2 separate regions of the Callithrix jacchus genome follow, and region 2 is linked to region 1. Evidence: chromatin contacts called from public Hi-C data. All regions are on one chromosome and are shown on one strand. Each heading gives the region's core, a stretch centred on a gene start, on an enhancer-like site or on the middle of the called end of the contact. The rest is flanking DNA. Distances are from core to core; before and after follow the strand shown.

What was found. A called contact is a pair of places that touch in the nucleus more often than the background predicts.
Region 2: a Hi-C map of skeletal muscle shows a contact between it and region 1, with 8 times the contacts expected there. The contact joins two enhancer-like sites. A contact is called at or near these places in 3 of 3 Hi-C or Micro-C datasets (induced pluripotent stem cells and skeletal muscle).

What each region holds. Positions count from the first base shown.
Region 1 is chr20:26,438,904-26,445,380 of calJac240_pri, reverse strand. It overlaps TANGO6 (transport and golgi organization 6 homolog), which reads right to left. Exons shown (of 16, transcript XM_078357577.1): 6 at 4,214-4,326; 7 at 1,932-2,108. Among named protein-coding and RNA genes, the nearest start is that of TANGO6, 63 kb to the right of the region's middle. Within about 2 kb of position 2,195, at least 3 of the 16 cell types and tissues checked have an H3K27ac peak or open chromatin away from gene starts, as enhancers often do.
Region 2 is chr20:26,666,730-26,672,811 of calJac240_pri, reverse strand. CHTF8 (chromosome transmission fidelity factor 8) reads left to right here. Exons shown (of 4, transcript XM_078357586.1): 2 at 1,343-1,400; 3 at 1,664-1,781; 4 at 2,186-4,814. The coding sequence starts at 1,378. The coding sequence ends at 2,410. DERPC (DERPC proline and glycine rich nuclear protein) reads left to right here. Exons shown (of 2, transcript XM_078357585.1): 2 at 2,186-4,814. The coding sequence starts at 2,407. The coding sequence ends at 3,981. HAS3 (hyaluronan synthase 3) reads right to left here. Exons shown (of 4, transcript XM_017966806.5): 4 at 5,160-6,082. Among named protein-coding and RNA genes, the nearest start is that of UTP4, 12 kb to the left of the region's middle. Within about 2 kb of position 3,376, at least 2 of the 16 cell types and tissues checked have an H3K27ac peak or open chromatin away from gene starts, as enhancers often do.

The sequences.
Region 1 (6,477 bases), core at 946-3,445:
CACTGCACTCCAGCTTGAGTGACAGAACCAGACTCAGCCTCAAAAACAAAACAAAAACACAGGACAATTTTCTTAAGTACTACTCTTAAAATTTCAACAATAAAAAGTAAATTCCGAACAATTATATTTAATTCCAGAAAAGTAAAAACTCTAGATCTAAAGATCATAAATCCAAGCTGCTCTTATAGAGTTTCTTTAAAGAAACTTCTTTTTTTTTTTAAAGACAGAGTCTTGCTCTGTCACCCAGGCTGGAGCGCAACCTCCACCTCCCAGGTTCAAGTGACAGTCTTGCCTCAGCTTCCCGAGTAGCTGGGACTACAGGTGCCTGCCACTACAACTGGGTAATTTTTGTATTTTTAGTAGAGATGGGGTTTAACCATGTTGGCCAGGGTGGTCTTAAACTCTTGACCTCAAGTGATCCACCCACCTGGGCTTCCCAAAGTGCTGGGATTACAGGCATGAGCCACTGTGCCAGACCCTTCTTTTTTTTTTTTTTTTTTTTTTTTTTTTTTTTTTGAGACAGTCTCATTCTGTTACCCCGGCTGGAGTGCAGTGGTGCAATCCCAGCTCACTGCAACTTCCGCCTCATGGTTCAAGCAATTCTTGTGCCTCAGCCTCACAAGTAGCTAGCACTACAGGCATGCACCACCATGCCTGGCTAATTTTTGTATTTTTGTGTTTTTAAGACAGAGTCTTGTTCTGTTGTCAGGTGCCAGGCTGGAGTACAGCGGTGCAATCTCGGCTCACTGCAATCTCTGCCTCCTGGGTTCAAGCATTCTCCTGCCTCAGCCTCCCAAGTAGTTGGGACTACAGGCGCACGCCACTACACCCAGCTAATTTTTTTTTTTTAAGTAGAGATGGGGTTTCACCATGTTGGTCAGAATGGTCTCGATTTCTTGACCTCATGATCCACCCACCTTGGCCTCCCAAAGTGCTGGGATTAGAGGTGTGAGCCACCGTGTCCAGCTTAATTTTTGTATTTTTAATAGAGATGGGGTTTCACCACGTTGGCCAGGCTGGTTTGAAACTCCTAACCTCAGGTGATCCACCTGCCTCAGCCTCATAAAGTGCTGGGATTACAGGTGTGAGCCACTATGCCTGGCCAAAAACATCTTCTTGAGAACTGTTGCTAGGTAGAATAGCAGTTTGAGTTTATACTGATAATTCTGTTTGCAATCTATGCGTTTTTCTATTTTCCTCAAGTCCATCAAACTGAAGAGGTATTTTAAAACTATACCAAGTTAACTATGAATATATAATTATATTTCAACACCTCAACACACAGTAGCACTCTGAATGTGATGTGAAATCCAAACAGGATAGCTGTCATCTATTAATATTACATGGACTATGACCAACAGGAATTTATTTTCTGAGGTAATAACATCAGATTATCCAGAAAGTAGAAATAATTTAAAATATACAATTGTGAGATGTTGGAGAAATAAATGATCCATTCCACTAATATTTATTAAGTACTTTCTAATCAATACCTATGAGAAATCTCCATCATAAAATTAGCATAAAAGATAGCTATTAGACAATTTCCCTCAGGAATAAGTCTGACTATAAACACACACATATACCATTTTGAGAGTCAGAAAGAGAACTGGATTATTATGGTGTTAATGGTGAATGTGTCTGTCCTTTACTCTGATTAACTGGCAAAGATGGTGGAGTAAGCGGGCTTGTTGTGATGCAGGGCTGTAAGGCTCCAGTAAATTGCACCAACTATTAGCAGGCACCTTGGAAAAAAACCTGGAGGACTATTTAAGGCTCATATTTCATTTAGAGAATATAAATAGCAGGCACCTCAGCGACACGAGTTTCTGGTTTCTTTTCTATTAGCACCCCTTAGTGGTTGAATCACTGAATGGCCTTTTGGGCAAAATTAAATCTGAAGAGAGACAGCAATGGATGGGTGGACTCACCTAATGGCCTCTTTGATGGTAATCATAATGCCACCTTGAGTGGCGACTCTAAACTGACACAGAGAATGGAGAGAGGGCACAGCTTTGTCCAACCCTGCAAATCCTTTCAGGCTGGCAATTGCCTTCTTCCTTTCCAGCTTCCCCAGAATCCATAATAAGATCTCTTGGCAAAGTGACCTGGCAGAAAAAGCAGTTATGAATGAGCTTGTCATCTTACTCCATGCATCTAACAAGCTAACATAAAAAAAGAAAGAAAGGCTGTCAGGTTCCACTGCATTCTAAATGCTGGCACAATTTCCCAGTACTGCTGAAATGAAGGAGAGGAAAGTATGCCTCTTGCGAATTTCAGAATGCAAATATCCTGAAATTCAATGACTGACTAATCCTTGGCTCTGGAAGCAACCCTGATATGCTACATGAGCCCCGCGTAATTTCTTTTTCTTTTTTGGTAATTCCAAGTGTATTACTGCCTTTGCATCAGGCACTGTCAGAGAAAGTATACACGGATAAAAATCATCTACTCTCAGCAGGACTAATAGCTGGACACGAAGAAGCAGCATATCAACAAAATATCACTGATTCCTTAACCCCTTTCATCTGTGCCAGTCAACTAGGAGAGGAACTAAACCAATGTTCACACGTTCCTTGTCAGTCTCTGATGAGAACACGACAGTGCTGTGAGAACTTGGGTTTTAAAACAAAAACAAGAGGCCTGGTGCAGTGGCTCACACCTGTAATCCCAACATTTTGGGAGGCTGAGGCAGGTTAATCACCTGAGGTCAGGTGTTCAATATCAGCCTGGCCAACATGGTAAAACCCCATCTCTACTAAAAACACAAAAACTGGCCAGGAGCAGTTGCTCATGCCTATAATCCTAGCACTTTGGTAGACGGGTCACGACATCAAGAGATTGAGACCATCCTGGCCACCATGGTGAAACCCCATCTCTACTAAAAATACAACAAATTGGCTGGGTGTGGTGGTGGGCACCTGTAATCCCAGCTACTCGGGAGGCTGAGGCAGGAGAATTGCTTGAACCTGGGAGGTGGAGGTTGCAGTAAACCGAGATCAAGCCATTGCACTCCAGCCTGGGTGTCAGACTGAGACTCTGCTCAAAAAAAAAACCAACCAACCAACAAACAAAAATCCTAGCCTGGCATGATGGTAGATGCCTGTAATCCCAGCTACCCAGGAGGCTGAGGCAGGAAAATAACTTGAACCCAGGGGGCGGAGATTGCAGTGAGCTGAGATCACACCACTGCCCCAAGTCTGGGTGACAGAGTGAGACTCTGTCTCAAAAAAAACAAAAACGAGAGTTATTTTGTGGACTGTCCCTTGAAACCAAGTTCACAGATGCACAGTCTCCCTCTTCAATGCATTCTCTCGTCATTGCCATTGTGGCTGTGGGCTACAACGGTGTGCTGACCCAAGCTGAAGAGCCGAGAACATTATGTAAGCTTTGAATAGTACAAAAGATGGTGTTTCCTCCACCACTTAGCAATGGTGATAATGATAGCTACCATTTACTGAGCTTACTATTTGCAGGGGACTGTGCTAAACACATTAGTGCATATTTAGTCTTCACAATAACTCTGTGAAGAAGGTACTATTATCGTATATCGTATATCGGATTACATGCGGGGATCACCAAACCCCAAAAATCATAATTCTGTATGACTTGAGACAGAATAACTCTTGCCTGGAGGAAGAAACAACATAAATTACTGTGAAAATGGAGCTGATACAAAATGAATCCTACTTAAATACTATGACAAAGCAGTATTTTCTAGATGACTAAGGAATCCCTTCTTTCCAAACAACACACTGCATCACCAACACCAAATCCCAGGCTAAATTACAAAGTGCCACATTCAGATCTAGATTTCCCAACTTGTTTTCTAACTCCCCACAAGGTCATTATGATCCATCCCCTATTTCCTCCTTCCTAGACAAGTTATCGTAGCATTTCTCACTGATCAAAAAGTGGCATGTCTATACATGTAAACAGAGATTTTGTCTTTGAGATCCAGGACAGAGGCTGAGGAAAGTCATTCTAAAAACTGTATCCAATGCTCTGGGATCTGTAAAATTCTCTTTCTTTTCTAGATGAGCAAAATAGGAAGATCCCAGTGTTTTCCTGACTTTGAAAGAAAATGGTAATTTCAAAGTGGCAAAGTCTTATATTCAAAATAAGAACAAAAACAACATGCAAAAAAGGTGTCACAATTTATAAACAAATAAGATTCTATTTATAAACAAATAAGGGTCTCTTGATTGTTTACCTTATGTGAGATACACTCTGCTTAGTAAAACAGTAGAGAAGAAAAAGCACTCCCAGGACTGGAAGCAGAGAATCCATCAAAACTGTTAAAGGTTCATTCCCAACCACGTACACCTAAGGAAAACGAAATGGTGAAGAATAATCCCATGACTGCCTGGCCAGAGCAATGAGAATCACATACCAGATACCTAGCAGGGCTCAGTGTCTTTTTTTTCAAGAGGGAGTTTCACTCTTGTTGCCCAGGTTGGAGTGCAGTGGTGTGATCTCGGCTCACTGCAACCTCTGCCTCCCAGGTTCAAGCAATTTTCCTGCCTCAGCCTCCCAAGTAGCTGGGATTACAGGCATGTGCCATCACGCCCAGATAATTTTTGTATTTTTAGTAGATGAAGTTTTACCACGTTGGCCAGGCTGGTCTGGAACTCCTGACCTTGTGATCCTCCCACCTCAGCCTCCCAAAGTGCTGGGATTACAGGTGTGAGCCACCATGCCTGGCCAGGGCTCAGTGTCTTAAGCAGTATCTCGCCCTAATCACACTATTTTAGCTCCAAGGATAGGCTCAGGTATGGCAATGAAACCATTTGAGTTTGGTAGACGGGCTGAATCAAGAGAGGGAACTGGAGTAGCAGCATTTCATGTGTGCAGTCTCTAGAACTGACTAGAATGGGTCAACTCACCCATTTTCTGACCTCTTCCTTTCCTACTTTTGGCTATGTCTGAGTTTCCTAATTTGCCTATTTAACTATTTGATAACTGTCCTTCTGCTGAAGGCCCTGCTATTAGGAACAAGTAATTACTACCTAAGGGAAAAACTTAAAACTAGATTTGAAAAATCAAACAAAACAAAACCCAAAACATTGCTTACTCCAGATTCATCACTCTTAAGATGTGACCAACACATGGACATGTCCTATTCTCCCTAATTCTACAAATGTTCAAAGAAATTATACTGTACGGCTGGGCACAATGGCTCATGTCTGTAATCCTAGCATTTTTGGAAGTCATGGAGGGAGGATTGCTTGAGGCCAGGAGTTCAAGCCCAGCTGTGCATCAGGGCAAGACCCCATCCTACAAAAAAAATTTAAAAATTAGCCAGGTGTGGTAGCTCATGCCTACAGTCCCAACTACTTGGGAGGCTGAGGCAGGAAGATCATTTGAGCCCAGGAATTCAAAGCTGCAATAAGCTATGATTATGCTATTGCCCTCCAGCCTGGGTGACAGAGCAAGACCCTGTCTCTTAAAAAAAAGAAAAGTGGCCGGGCATGGTGGCTCACTCCTGTAATTCCAGCACATTGGGAGGCCAAAGTAGGTGGATCACCTAAGGTTGGGAGACTGAGACCAGCCTGACTGACAAGGTGAAACTCCATCTCTACAAAAAACAAAAAAGAAAGAAAGAAAGAAAAAAGAGTAATTGCACTGTTCACCTAGATCTGTACTGGCTCTACACAGTTAAGTGTGTGAGATGTTAACTATGAAAAGAATTAAAAAAAAAAAAAAAAAAAAGACAAGTGTGTGAGGATGGTGACTTTTTTTTTTTTAATAGAGATTCGGTTCACAACCCAAGATGGTGACTTTTATTAACAATCATAATGTTGCATATTTTAGTTGTATCTTTCAATAAGGCCAGCACAAATGCACTCAATTCAACAAGCTTTTACTGAACATTCAAAGTACAAAGGCAGGAGTTTGTACTGAGTTCAAAGTACAGTTCTAGGTACAGTAGTAAATATAAAAATCAGTAAGGGTCATTATCTTCGTATTGCTTGTAATATTATGGGAAGACTAAAACAAGTAAACATATTATTTTTATTATTATTTGAGATGTGTCTCTCTCACCCAGGCTAGAATGTAGTGGAGAAATCATAGCTCACTGCAGCCTCGATCTCTAAGCTCAAGCGATAGTCCCACCTTAGCCTCCTGGATAGCTGGGACCAAAGGCACACACCACCATGCACAACTAGTTTTTTGTATTTTTAGTAGAGATGGGGTTTTGCCATGTTGCCCGGGCTGGTCTTGAACTCCTGGGCTCAAGCAATCCTCCTGCCTTGTCCTCCCACAGTGCTGGGACCAGCCACTGCACCCAGCCAAGTAAACCAATAATAATGATAAAGCAGATAATTGAAAGTATCTTAAGAAGTGCAAAAACGTTATTCAAAACTCCAATTAAACACAATAGGATTTCAAAATGTAATTCTGTTATAATAAGTTAATTACAACCTGATAGTATGGACAGTGATAATGATAAAAAGAGAAAGAAAAGGAGCTGAC
Region 2 (6,082 bases), core at 2,127-4,626, 230 kb before region 1:
AATTTGTGTATTTTTAGTAGAGACCGGGTTTCACCGTGTTTGCCAGGCTGGTCTCAATCTCCTGACCTCAAGTGATTCAACCACCTCAGCCTCCCAAAGTGCTGGGATTATAGGCCTGAGCCACCATGCCTGGCCCCTTTGACTTTATTTTTAAAGGGAGACCCTTTGAACCTTGATAACCAAGGAGGTAAACTTGAAGCTTGTATCATTACCAAAGAAAAAGTAAAATCTTAAATTCCATAGGCTTTTTTTTTTTTTTTTAGAAACATAGTAGGAAATAGACTACTCTAGGCTGGACACAGTGACTCATGCCTGTAATCCCAACACTTTGAGAAGCCAAGGTGGGAGGATCACTTAAGCCCAGGAAGTAAAAGCTTCAGTGAGCTGTGATCTTGCTACTGCACTCCAGCTTGGGCGACAGAGTGGGACCCTGTCTCAAAAGAAGATAAAAAAGAGACTGGGCATGGTGGCTCACACCTGTAATCCCAGCACTTTGGGAGACTGAGGTGATAGGATCATGAGGTCAAGATATCAAGACCATTCTGGCCAACATGGTGAAACCCTATCTCTACTAAAATTACAAAAACTGGCTGGGCACGGTGGCGCCTGCCTGTAGTCCCAGCGCAGGAGGCTGAGGCAGGAGAATTGCTTGAACCCGGGAGACAGAGGTTGCAGCAAGGTGAGATAGTGCCACTGCACTCCAGATCTGGTGACAAAGAGAGACTCTTAAAAAAAAAATCCTTGAGAAAGGCACATTAGCATAGTGATCAAGAGTATGGTCTTGGCAATCTGTGTCTTAGGTTCATATAATCTTTTTCTTAGTAGCTATGTGATCTTGATTACTTTTGCACATACAGTTGACCACTGGTGATCTTAAGCAACCTTATCTCATGTTTACTGTATTGGGAATACTTCCATTTATGGCATTGTCAGAGGAACAAGATAAAATGTATCTAAACCACTTAGAAAAGCACACAGTAATAAATATTAGTTGTCAGCTGGGCATGGTGTCTCACACCTGTAATTCCAGCACTTTGGGAGGCCAAGGCGGGCAGATCACATGGTCAGGAGTAAGACCAGCCAGGCCAACATGGTAAAACCCCATCTCCACTAAAAATACAAAAAATTAGCTGGGCATGGTGGCAGATACCTGTAATCCCAGTGACTCAGGAGACTGAGGCAGGAGAATCGCTTGAACCCAGGAGGCGAAGGTTGCAGTGAGCTGAGATTGCACCACTGCACTCCAGCCCAGGCAACAGTGCAAGACTCCATCTTAGGGAAGAAAAAAATAATTAGTTGTCATTATTATTACCCTAAATCTCTTTATCTTTTTTCTCTACAGCTTGTTTTCACTTGATATTTAAAGACAGAAAGCTCATGGTGCAAATTGTTATTTCCAGGTGAGCACATTTTGAGATTTTAAAATTTGGCTTGAAATGATGCGGGCTATAGAGGTGTGAGATGTTTTTGGAAGAATCAGGGTCCTTAGGTGCATCTTGCACAAATCCTTGCATTCTCATCTCTAGTTCAGTGCCTAGCACTGCCCAATTTCCCAAGAATTTATGTCCAACAAAGAGGTCTTTTGGACCTTGAATGGTGGTGTAGGACACTATTCATCCTTCACCCCTCAAAAATATTGTAACCGCCAGCCCTTTGCTTGCAGTGCGAGGGCTGGAGGCCTGGCAGAATGGGTGCTGATGGAGCTACAGGGGGAGATCGAGGCTCGCTACAGCACTGGATTAGCTGGAAACCTCCTGGGAGACCTACATTACACCACTGAGGTGAGGGGGCTTTTCTTTCCCTGCCTAATGCCTCAGGAAAGCAAGCTACACCAAGGTGGTGCTCCCAGGACCCAGAGTGAGGACTGCCTCAGGTTTGTTATTCAGGGTCTAGCTAATCTGCGATGCTCTCTGCTTGTTCTCCCCCTACCTCTACAGTAGCAGGGAAATTTAATTTTGGGGAATCTAGAAAGCTCACTTTTCTGAAAGTGGAAATACTCTTATGTGGGGCTAGAAAGAGTAAAAAGGGCACATGGGTGGGTGGTCCAGTGTGGCTGCTCAGCAATGGCAGAGCTAGACCAGGGAGTGGAGGTGCTGGCATAGCCTGCCAAGAGCAGCTTTAGGAGGCACCTGAGTGTTATGGCCTTGTCCTGAACCTCAGGAATCTTGTTCTTGTTCTGCCAAAGGGAATCCCTGTGCTGATTGTGGGGCATCATATCCTGTATGGGAAAATCATCCACCTGGAGAAACCTTTTGCAGTCCTTGTCAAACACACTCCTGGGGATCAGGATTGCGATGAGCTTCGCCATGAAACTGGCACCCGGTATCTGGTGACAGCACTCATCAAAGACAAGATCCTTTTCAAAATCCGTCCGAAGCCCATTATCACCAACGTCCCCAAGAAAGTATGAAAGAACCTCGGATATTCCCTAGAGAGCGGCCAACTCCTTGGACTCGTGCTCCACTGCCACCTCGAGGACGGCTCAACGGTTCCCTGGGACCACAGGGAGGTCCTGTTCTGAACGCAGGCCACCCACTGGGTGTGAACTCAGATCCCTTCCTTATGGCGGCCGGTTCTCTTGGTGGAAATCTGGCCCCATTTCCAAGGAACCCATCTCCTTTTCCAGCTTCATCAGGCTCACTGGCTTCAAATCCAGCACCTTTCCCGGCTGGTACTCGTGACCCAAGCATGGCTTCTTTTCCAAGAGGGATGAATCCCACAGGCACAGGTGCAGTTTCTTTCCCAAGGCCTGGTGGCCTCTTGGGGCCAGCCCCTGGCCCAGGCCCTGTGGTAAACCCTAGGACAGGGGGTCTTCCAGTCCCAGGGCCTCTGTCTAACCCCAGGTTAGGGGGTCTCCCAGGATCAGGTCCTATGTCCAACCCAAGAGCAGGTGGTCTCCTGGGAGCAGGTCCTGACCCCAGAAGTGGTGGTCCCATGGGCCCCGGATCTGGACCTAACCTGAGAGCAGGTGTTGTGTTGAGCTCTGGGAATGGTCCTCCCAATCCTAGACCAGTTGGCCTGGGCCCAGGATCAAACCCCAATCTGAGATCAGGCTTTTTAGGGTCAAACCCTGCCCCCAGGTCAGGTGTGTTTACAGGCCCAGGCCTTGGGCCCAACCCAAGACCAAGTGGCCTGGGCCCAAGCCCTAATCTAGATGCCAGAGCAGGTGGCCTCTTGGGCACAGGATCAGGTCTTAACTTAAGAATGGCTGGACCTCAAGGCCTCGATCTTGCCCCCATTCTTAGAGCAGCAGGTCTTTTAGGAGCAAATTCGGCTTCGTTCACACAGGCTTCTGGAAACATGGGCCCAAGCCCATCTTCCATGGCAAGAGTACCTGCCCCGATGGGCCCAAACTCAGGTCCTGGCTCTCGGGGAATTGGCCTTACAGGGCCAAACCCATCTCCCATGTCAAGGGCTCCTGTCCCCATAGGCCCTAATTCGGCTCATTTCTCAAGGCCAAGTGGCCCCATGGGGGTAAATGCCAATCCGTTTCCCAGGGGAGTGGGTTCATCTGCCTTCTCTCAATCTTCTGGCCCATTGGCATCAAACCCAGCTACCTTCCAAAGGTCTGCTGGCCTCCAGGGCTCAAATCCAACAGTTTTCCCAAGAGCCTCTGGGCCACTTGGCTCCAGCCCAGCTAACTTCCCAAGGGCTGCTGGCCTGCAGGGTCCAAGTCCAACTACCTTCCCAAGGTCTACTGGTCCATTAGGCTCTGGTCAAGTTGCTTTCCCCAGGTCAGCTGCTGGGCACCTGGGCTCTTCTCCAGCAGGCCCTATGGGTATCAACCCAGCTCCTTTTGCAAGGCCAACTGGGACCCTGGGTCTCAACCCAGCTTCCTTTCCAAGGATGAATGGCCCTGCAGGCAAGAGTTTTGTCCCATTTCCCAGAGTGGGGAGCCTCCCTGGCACAAACCCAGCTGCTTTCCCCAGACCAGGGGGTCCAATGGCTGCAATATACCCAAATGGAATGTTACCCCCTTAAACATCATTTTCCCTCCAGGACCACCTTGGTTTCTAGGCACTGTGGTTCTTGGCAGGGGCTGTCTCTTAGGTAAAAGGGTAGTTGTGGAGCTGCAGTCTGAAGAACATAGCTGGGGCTCAAGTTCAAATGAGCTATCTTTTTCTTCTGCGTTTTTCTTGACTGAAGGTGAGATGTTGTTTGTGGCATGTGAACTGTGGCAGGTGGGAATAGTCCTGGCCTTGAGAAAAGGATCTCCAGCTCCCAGAAGCCTTCCGTGCTTTCGTCCCGCAGCTTTCTGCCTGTTTCCTACTAGTTTCTTGAATTGTTCTTGTGGACTTTTCCTCAGGGATACATTGGCCTGCAGGTCCCAGTTCACATGTAGTACCCTGCTCACCATTGGAGAATCAGCTCACTGCTCTCTAGAAACGTGGTGTTGGTGAATGGATCATGCTTCTATAGCTCTGACCTGGGCAGCTTGGACCTGGTCATCCTCTACTGCCATACCTTTCCCTGGGGGCTTGGACACAGAACAGGGAGATGGACAACCACTTCAAAGACCCACCGAATGCAGTTTCTGCTTGACTGACTGGGTCTGCACCTCTCTTCCTGGGACTTAGAGGTGGCCAGATTTAAGGCTCCTCTACTCATCCAACTCCCTCCTTACTGGTACTCCCAATCAAAGAACCTCAAAAATTTAAATTGATGTGGGTGGGAATATGGGAATTGGGGTGGGGGTGAGGGAATTAAGGGAATAAGTCACTGTGCTTTGTTCAGCCTGATGTGAAAGGATGGTTGGTGGTTTTCTTGCATTGTATCTTTTCTTACTGTTTCTTTAATAAATGGGATGAGAGGGCTGCTGGTGTCACTCTATTTTATTACCTGTTTGATTGATAGGGAAGGAAGTTGTAACTCTGCTTTTGTCTTAGAGTGGCCGGAGTCTTACATCTTGTCAGCTAAAACACTTGCTCCAAGAGGAAACAAGCTTTGGTTTTTAGCCTTAGCAAGGGCTCATTCATCTGCCAGTTATTTCACCAAAGACCCTCTACACTGAAAGTGAAGCCCCCATGAGTGTACAGTTACCAGAATGGACATGTTGCCCAGTCTTGGGTCCCCCCAACAAAACTCTAATATTAAAGTCCCTCCTTTGAAACTGGAATAAAGAGCTAGCTTTCATTAAGTACAAAGTAGTAGTTCAGAGATAACCAGCATATGTGAGAATCTTTATTTTGACAAGTGCAGTATAAAAAACTTGACCTGAAAAGTTAAAAAAAAAAAAAGGCAGGTAAAAATAAATATGTTTACAAATTATTGTAAAAACAATACAAAAGAGGATTAGAATTCTCAGTGAGGAAAAACCAAAATGCGTCCAATTGTATAAAGGCTCTTCCCTTGCCAGAAATGGGAATAAAGCTGAAGACCCAGTTTGGTTTTGCTGCTGAAAAATACACAAAATAACTTAGAAAAACCAGTCGAGGTCAAACGTTGTGAGCCCACTACCTGTACCTGCCTATTTTTGATTTGAGGAAAGTTGATGACCACAGTGCAAGGCAGAGCTGTTGGTGGGACAGCCTGTCATTCTACGTTAATCTTCAAGTAAATGCTGAAGAAAAACAAGCCCTTAGTGAAGTCTGAACTCTGCACTTGGTTGACCGGATTTCCTCCATTGTAATGCTCAAAATAGTTTACTTCTTGGCCAGCAGAACGATTGCCTGGAGCGGGCGGCCTTAGCAAATGCTTGCTGCCTTCCAGCTTTCATGGGTTGGGTCCTATGTCAACCACCAGTCTTAGCAGAAACTCAGTCTGTGTGATGTGACAACTGTTGGCTACACCTGGAAAACCCTTGAGTTCATGGGAGATGAAGGAAAGCACCAGAGTTTGCCCATCTGTGGCTCAGAGCACACTTTGCGTCTTTGTAGGAAGCACCGCGGTACACTAGAGGCTTGCCCTGTCTGCTGCTGTCCACATTAGTGCTGGTTCTGCACGGGCTAGCTGGCCCCTCAGAAACGACATTTGGAGGGCAAGCAAGCAACCTCTAAGTTAAAGGCTGAGGATCCCAGGTTTTAAACTCAAAAGCTGAGAACAGCATGGATTGCAAGTCACTGGAATATGGCTTCCCCTCATT